Linked DNA regions of Danio rerio: region 2 is linked to region 1. A link is a contact called in public HiChIP or PLAC-seq data. All regions are on one chromosome and are shown on one strand. The core of a region is the stretch at or near the end of the contact, and the rest is flanking DNA. Distances in the headings are between cores, read along the strand shown.

Region 1 (3,908 bases), core at 525-3,024:
TTCATCAGTAGGTCAAACAGTTCTTACTGTTAGAATTATTTGACTAAAGAATAATTGATTGAATATTTTAATCAATAAATCAACTATTGACTAAAGAAGAATTGATTAAATATTGTCATTAATAAATTATTATCAAATCAACTATTGACTAAAGAATGATTGATTAAATATTTTCATCAATAAATCAGCTATTGATTAAGGACTTTTCATTCATTTATAAAAAAAAAAATCATCATTAAATCACTTATCAAATAAACTATTTGACTAAAGAATAAATGATTAAATATTTTCCTGAAATGATTATAGTGGAGCTAATCTGATTTAAGTTTATGCTTTGAATATTCCTCGATCGCATGCACAACGATTTGTGTTGTGTTGATATTAAATCCTAAGGTATTGAATAACTCATGAATATAATTACTAAATATTAAATTAAATTAAATCTCTGCTTTTCATTCCACCACTTGAAATTTTATCAACTATTAAATCAACTATTTGACCAAAGAATAATTGATTAATTATTCTAGCACTAAATCAATTATTAAATCAACTATTCGACTAAAGAATGTTTGATTAAATATTTAATCAATAAATTAATTAATAAATCAACTATTTGACTAAAGAATGATTGATTAAATATTTTATTAATAAATCAATTATTAAACCAACTATTTGACTAAAGAATAATTGATTAAATATTTTGTCAATAAATCAACTATTGACTAAAGCAGGGGTCACCAATCTCGGTCCTGGAGGGCCGGTGTCCCTGCAGGGTTTAGCTCCAACTTGCTTCATCAGACCTGAATGGGTGTTTCAAGTATACCTTGTCAAACCTTGATTAGCTTGTTCAGGTGTGTTTGATTAGGGTTGGAGCTAAAATCTGCAGGACACCGGCCCTCCAGGAACAAGTTTGGTGACCCCTGGACTAAAGTATAATTGATTAAATATTTTATCGATAAATGCTATATACAATCAACTATTTGACTAAAGAATAATTGATTAAATATTTTATCAATAAATGCTATATCCAATCACCTATTTGACTAAAAATAATTGATTAAATATTTTTATCAATAATCAAATCAACAATTTGACAAAAGAATAATTGATTAAATATTTTTATCAATAAATTCTTTATCAAAACTATATGAGTAAATAATAATTGATCAACTATTTTCATCAATAAATCAACTATTTGACTAAAGAATAATTGATTAAATCTTTTATCAAAAAATCAATTATTAAATCAACTATTCGTCTAAAGAATGTTTGATTAAATATTTAATCAATAAATTAATTAAAAAATTAACTATATGACTAAGTAATAATTGGTAAAAAAAATTGTAATCAATAAATCAACTATATGACTAAAGAAAAATTTATAAAAAATATCAATAAATCATTTATAAACTATTTGACTAAAGAATAATTGATTAAATATTTTCAGCAATAAACCCATTATTCAATCAACTATCTGACTAAAGAAAAATTGATTAAATATGTCTTTGTGGTGCGGTGTAGGCATTTGAATGAATCGTATAGTCAATAAACTGTGAGGGATTTAATTTACATATTATTTGTTTAAGCAATCCCTGATCAAATCAAATATGTTCATCAATAAATCAATTAACATATCAACTATTTGTAACTCTTTGTCGTGTGGTGGAGTGAATCAGATTGTCAGTCATCATAAATATATTGTGAGATTTTGAATTTTCATATCTATCCATTGAGCAATGCTTGTTCAAATCATTTTTATTTTCAAGATCCGAGATGGACACAATGACCCTCAACCACTCTGCTGCCAACCTGAGCTGGCAAAACTGCACACTGTTGCCGTATTACATCCACTCGGCGGGGATGGCGGTCAGCTACATCCTCTCGTATCTGCTGGTGTTGCTGCTGTGTGTGGTGGGCAACGGGCTGGTCTGTCTGGTGGTCATCAGGAACAGAAACATGCGCTCCGTCACTAATCTCTTCATCCTCAACCTGGCCGTCAGCGACCTGCTGGTGGGCATTTTCTGCGTGCCCACCACACTGATTGACAGCCTCATCTCAGGTCAGTGCTTCATCATTGTCATCATCAGTACTGTAAATATCATTGCCATCTTCATTTTTATATTCATCACTATCAACATTGTGATCATAGCTGTGCTTTATACTAGGCAAAAATTAATTGTGATTAATTATATCCAAAATAAAAGTCACATCATATATGAGTGTTTATTACACAGTATATACACTCGCCGGCCACTTTATTAGGTACACCTTACTAGTACCAGGTTGGACCCACTTTTGCCTTCAGAACTACTTTACTCCTTAAAGCTGACAGGAGTGGCACCCGATGTGGTCTTCTGCTGCTGTAGCCCATCCGCCTCAAGGTTGGGTGTAATGTGTGTTCAGAGATGCACTTCTGCAGAGCTCAGTTGTAAAGAGTGGTTATTTGAGTTCTTGTTGCCTTTCTATCAGCTGGAACCAGTCTGGCCATTCTCCTCTGACCTCTAGCATCAACAAGGCATTTGCGCCCAAAGAACTGCCACTCTCTGGAGTCTGGATTTTTTTTTCTTTTTCTGACCATTCTCTGTAAACCCTGGAAATGGTTGTGCATGAAAATCCCAGCATATCAGCAGTTTCTGAAATCGGTTTGAACTGCAGCAGATCGTCTCGACCATGTCTACATGCCTAAATCTATTGAGTTGCTGCCAAGTAAATTTGCATTAACGAGCAGTTGGACTGGTGTACCTAATAAAGTGGCCGGTTAGTGTATTACATAGAAACAAAGTTATACAAAACAATTTTGTTACATAGAAATTTTAATTTATATATCATCTGTATCATATAGACACATATTTTATATCTAAATATAAATAATACAAATAATATAATATATAATAACAATAATAATAATATATACACAGCACACACTTTTAAATTATATCAAAACAGATATAGCACTAGTTTTTTTTCCCATATTGAATATTACAAAAGACAGTTATGAGGGGCATTACAATCTTTGACTGGAAGCAAAGACACAAAGATGAAGGTATAAAGACTGACAAATGAACCGGAATATAAAGTAGGGGGCAGGGCTTTCTTTTTGCGTATCATTCCCCCATAGCACACCAACGATAAGAGAGGTGTGGCTAAGAACTTTTGTGGCTAAAGTGTCGAACTGACATCATTAGAGAAGGACCGCCCACTCCAAACACGGAAGCAAATGCTCAGACTTTGATTGAAGATTACAGAAACAAACATTTTTTTAGTCAATTAATAATTGACATAGATTAATTGTTCCTCTAAAGAATAGCAATGTGCGCTAACAATTTAAACATTGTAAATGTTGACTTCACACAAACTTAAGGCATCATATATTATATATTAATATATATTTGGTCGGCGATGCAGTGGCAAAGTAGGTAGTGCTGTTGCCTCACAGCAAGAACGTTACTGGTTCGAGCCTCGGCTGGGTCAGTTGGCGTTTCTGTGTGGAGTTTGCATGTTCTCCCTGCGTTCCTGTGGGTGTCCAAAGACATGCGGTACAGGTGAATTAGCTAGGCTAAATTGTCCGTAGTGTATGAGTGTGAATGAGCATGCGTGGGTGTTTCCCAGAGATGGGTTGCGGCTGGAAGGGCATCCGCTTTGTAAAAACGTGCTGGATAAATTGGCGGTTCATTCCGCTGTGGTGACCCCGGATTAATAAAGGGACTAAGCCGAAAAGAAAATGAATGAATGATAAATATGGTCTACTACTACTTGTGTTGCTACCACCACCATTAAAATCCCGCATCTACTGTACCACCTGCACAGAATCAACAGCATAACCATATAACATGTGTTGCCAGATTGTATCAAAAAATGCTTTCATATTTAAATATTTCATCAATTGTGTGAGGTGATGAGCTTCATAG
Region 2 (3,908 bases), core at 754-3,253, 200 kb before region 1:
TACATTAAAGGGACTTTGGTTACTTTCTTTTTGCAAGTTTTTCGTACAGAAATGCTTACAAGTGTTAACGCCAACTCAGTTACCACCACGGAAATCATAAATATACAAATATAATATTAAAATAATGCATGTTGATAAGCAATTGGCATGCGTGAATTTAAGTTTATATTGCTCTCTCTCGGTGCTCCAACAAAGCAGTACTGTGAAATACTTTACTCATGCCTTCCACAGTCTCCTCCAGCTGCTGCATGGAGCCAGATCAGTCTCAAAAATATTACATTTACAAAATAAAATTCATACATCCACAACACAATTCACGTTTATTAAATCCAATCTCAAAACATGATTCATAAATACACAAATTCAATTCGTAAAATAAAAAAAATATTCAAAATACGCAATTCCAATTCATAAATTCAGAACATGATTAAAAAATACACAATTTAATTCGTAAAGTCAAAACACAATTTACAAATACGCAAACCCAATTCGTGAATTAAAAAAGCGATTTATTAATGCAAATCCAATTTGTAAAATCAAAATACGATTCATAAATGCGCAAATACAATTCGTAAATTTAAAAAACGATTCATAAATATGTAAATCCAATTGGTAAATAAAAAATGCGATTCATGAATGCACAAATCCAATTTGTACAATCAAAACACGATTCATAAATGCACAAATCCAATTTGAAAATAAAAAAACGATTAAAAAGTACAATTCAAAAATAATTCAAAACACAATTCAAAAATACGCAAATCAAGTTTGTAAATTAAAAAAAATGATTCACAAACACGCAAATCCAATTCGTAAAATCAAAACACAATTCATAAATGCGCAAATCCAGTTCGTAAGTTCAAAACACGATTTCTAAATGCCCAAATCCAATTCGTAAATTTAAAAAACGATTTATAAATATGTAAATCCAATTCATAAATTAAAAATGCGATTCATAAATGCACAAATCCAATTTGTAAAATCAAAAACTATTTATATATATGCAAATCCAATTCGGAAATTTAAAAAAATAATTCATAAATATGTAAATCCAACTCGTAAATTAAAAATGCGATTCAAAAATGCACAAATCCAATTCGTAAGTTCAAAACACGATTCATAAATGCGCAAATCCAATTTGTAATTTAAAAATGTGATTCATATATACGCAAATCCAGTTTGTAAATTAAAAAAATTATTCATAAATACGGAAATCCAATTTGTAAAATCAAAACACGATTCATAAATGCGCAAATCCAATTCGTAAGTTTAAAACGCGATTCATAAATGCGCAAATCCTATTTGTAAATTCAAAAAACTAATAAAAAATACACAGCTCCAATTTGTAAAAGCAAAACATGATTAAAAAATACACAAATACAATTCATAAATTAAAAACGCGATTCATAAATGCGCAAATCCAATTCGTAAACTAAAAACATTATTCATAAATGTGCAAATCCAATTCGTAAATTAAAAACATGATTCAAAAATATGCAAATCCAATTCGTAAATTAAAAACATGATTCAAAAATATGCAAATCCAATTCATAAATTAAAAACATTATTAAAAAAATATGCAAATCCAATTTGCAAATATAAAATGCAATTCATAAACACATAACTTTTTTTTTTAAATGTATTATTTTTGAGACTGATCTGGCTCCATACATTTTACAATAAAAAAATACATGCCAGGGGGTGAATATAAACAAAATACAAGCATACACAATATACATTTGTAATAATTAAATAGGCCTACAATTTTTTTTACGTGTGTAGGGCTTTCTTGTTTAAAGAGTCTCCGGTAATATACAAGCATATTTCAGTCACCGCAATGTCCTAAAATTAAGTTTCTTATTGATAAATTTACATTTATGAATGTAAAATTTAAAGGTCAACATTTTAATGTCTCCTTTAATGATGAATCCGCTAAACTTCAATGATTATTAAGAGTTTTGGACTTTTATTATAGATTTTGAAGCGCTGGCTTCACGCGTCCGGTGTAGTTTCCGGTTAGCTGGCGCATCTGCAGCATCCAAAGCCGCAGACGAGAATCGCCATGAACAACACGGTCATTTCATTCTGATTTTGATTCTGTCCGATTAAAATCAAACCGCATCCGTTTACCGTTTACCGGCAGGACACCGACGGCAGCGCGCAGATGAGAGCTGTCACGCGTCCGGGCGGGTTTTGCAGGAATGCTAGCGTTAGCGCCTAGCCCACTGTGTTTGCAATCTAAATAGCTGTTTGTTCATCAGATAAGAGACTAATTCACACGCGTATGGGCGTCTAATTAGCCAAATTATCCGTTATTCTGATTAACATCCGCATGTCATCTGTGTTTTCTGTGAAAAGTGGCTGGTTTTCTTGAGCTGCACAGCTGGCTGATGATGGAGAGTTTGACTTTCATCCATCAAAACAATGATTTCTGTGCACTTCTCGTTTGAAGGTCCGTTTTTCAACCAATGTTGAATGTTTACATCGATTTCAGCTGGATTCAAGTATTTATATCGCCATATAGACACCAAACACATCAATCATATCAGGCCATCTCTGATAGATGCTGTATATTTGGATATAGTCGACTGTGATGCTTTAATTTTGCACATATACTACTTGTTTTCGTTTACCTGTACGGTCCATTTAAGCAGTGATCAGCTCTAGAACTGGGCCTAGAGTCCATGTTTGCCAGTCATAGCTGATATAGACCTCCTGCACCAGAACTACCAGCCTGCTTCAGTTTCTTATAGACTCTCATTTAGCAGCTTTGGGATCTTGTAGACATCATGAAGAAGTTCTTTGACTCCCGGAGAGAGCTGGTGGGCTCCGGGCCAGGTTCTGGAGGGGGAGCTGGAGGTTCTGGGTCTGGCAGTGGTGCTGGTGGGAATTTCATCGGAAGGAATTTTACTGTAGGAAGACACCAGGTCACTGTGGAGGAAACTCTGGCTGAAGGTATGTGTGTGTATATTTACCTTGTTTAATGTTTACCTTGCAAGGCTTGAACCTACAACCTTTCAGTTAATAATATCTAGAGCTTTATCAGTGATACTTCCCTTATAGACCGGGCGAATATCATTTTATTTGATGCAAAGCAATGGAATTTGACTATGAATGTGACAAAATACAAATCAGCAGGGACAGGCAGAATTATTATTATTATTTGTGTGTGTGTGTGTGTGTGTGTGTGTGTGTGTGTGTGTGTGTGTGTGTGTGTGTGTTTGGCTCTTTCGGTGCAGATTCATTATCATTTATGCTGAATGTTTATGAGACTATTGGAACTGAAAACTTAACACATGAAATACAAAAAATAGCTTTTTAATTTCTAAGGTTTACAATACAAATCTAATTAGATATGTTTGGTAAACAAAGCTACAGGATATGTCATATAAAATACAGTTGAAGTCAGAATTATTAGCCTCCTTTGAATTATTATAATATTTTTATTATTATATTTTTCCAAATGATGTTTAACAGAGCAAGGAAATTTTCACAGTATGTCTGGTAATATTTTCTTCTAGGAAAAGTGTTATTTGTTTTATTTCGGCTAAAATAAAAGCAGTTTTAAATTATTTGAACATCATTTGAGGGTCAAAATTATTAGCCCATTTAAGCTTTATATTTGTTTTCGATAGTCTACAGAACAAACCATCATTATACAATAACTTGCCTAATAACCCTAACCTGCCTAGTTAACCTAATTAACCTAGTTAAGCATTTAAATGTCACTTTAAGCTGTATAGAAGTGTCTTGAAAAATATCTAGTCAAATATTATTTACTGTCATCATGGCAAAGATAAAATAAAATAGTTATTATAGATGAGTTATTAAAACTATTATGATTAGAAATGTGTTAAAGTTGTTAAACTTTGACAATGAGGGAATAATACCCTCATTTTATAACTCTA

The links. HiChIP or PLAC-seq counts read pairs in DNA pulled down with a chosen protein or histone mark.
Region 2: a contact with region 1 is called in an H3K4me3 HiChIP or PLAC-seq map of embryo, with 2.3 times the contacts expected there. The contact joins the promoter of aak1b here to the promoter of npffr1l1 in region 1. A contact is called at or near these places in 1 of 18 Hi-C or Micro-C datasets (an unstated tissue) and 1 of 4 datasets of contacts at active chromatin or transcription factors (embryo).

What each region holds. Positions count from the first base shown.
Region 1 is chr10:46,198,852-46,202,759 of GRCz12tu, reverse strand. npffr1l1 (neuropeptide FF receptor 1 like 1) reads left to right here and starts at 1,774. Exons shown (of 3, transcript NM_001171696.1): 1 at 1,774-2,059. The coding sequence starts at 1,774.
Region 2 is chr10:46,402,145-46,406,052 of GRCz12tu, reverse strand. It overlaps aak1b (AP2 associated kinase 1b), which reads left to right and starts at 2,003. Exons shown (of 21, transcript XR_012386538.1): 1 at 2,003-2,955. It also overlaps a transcript of anxa4 not described here.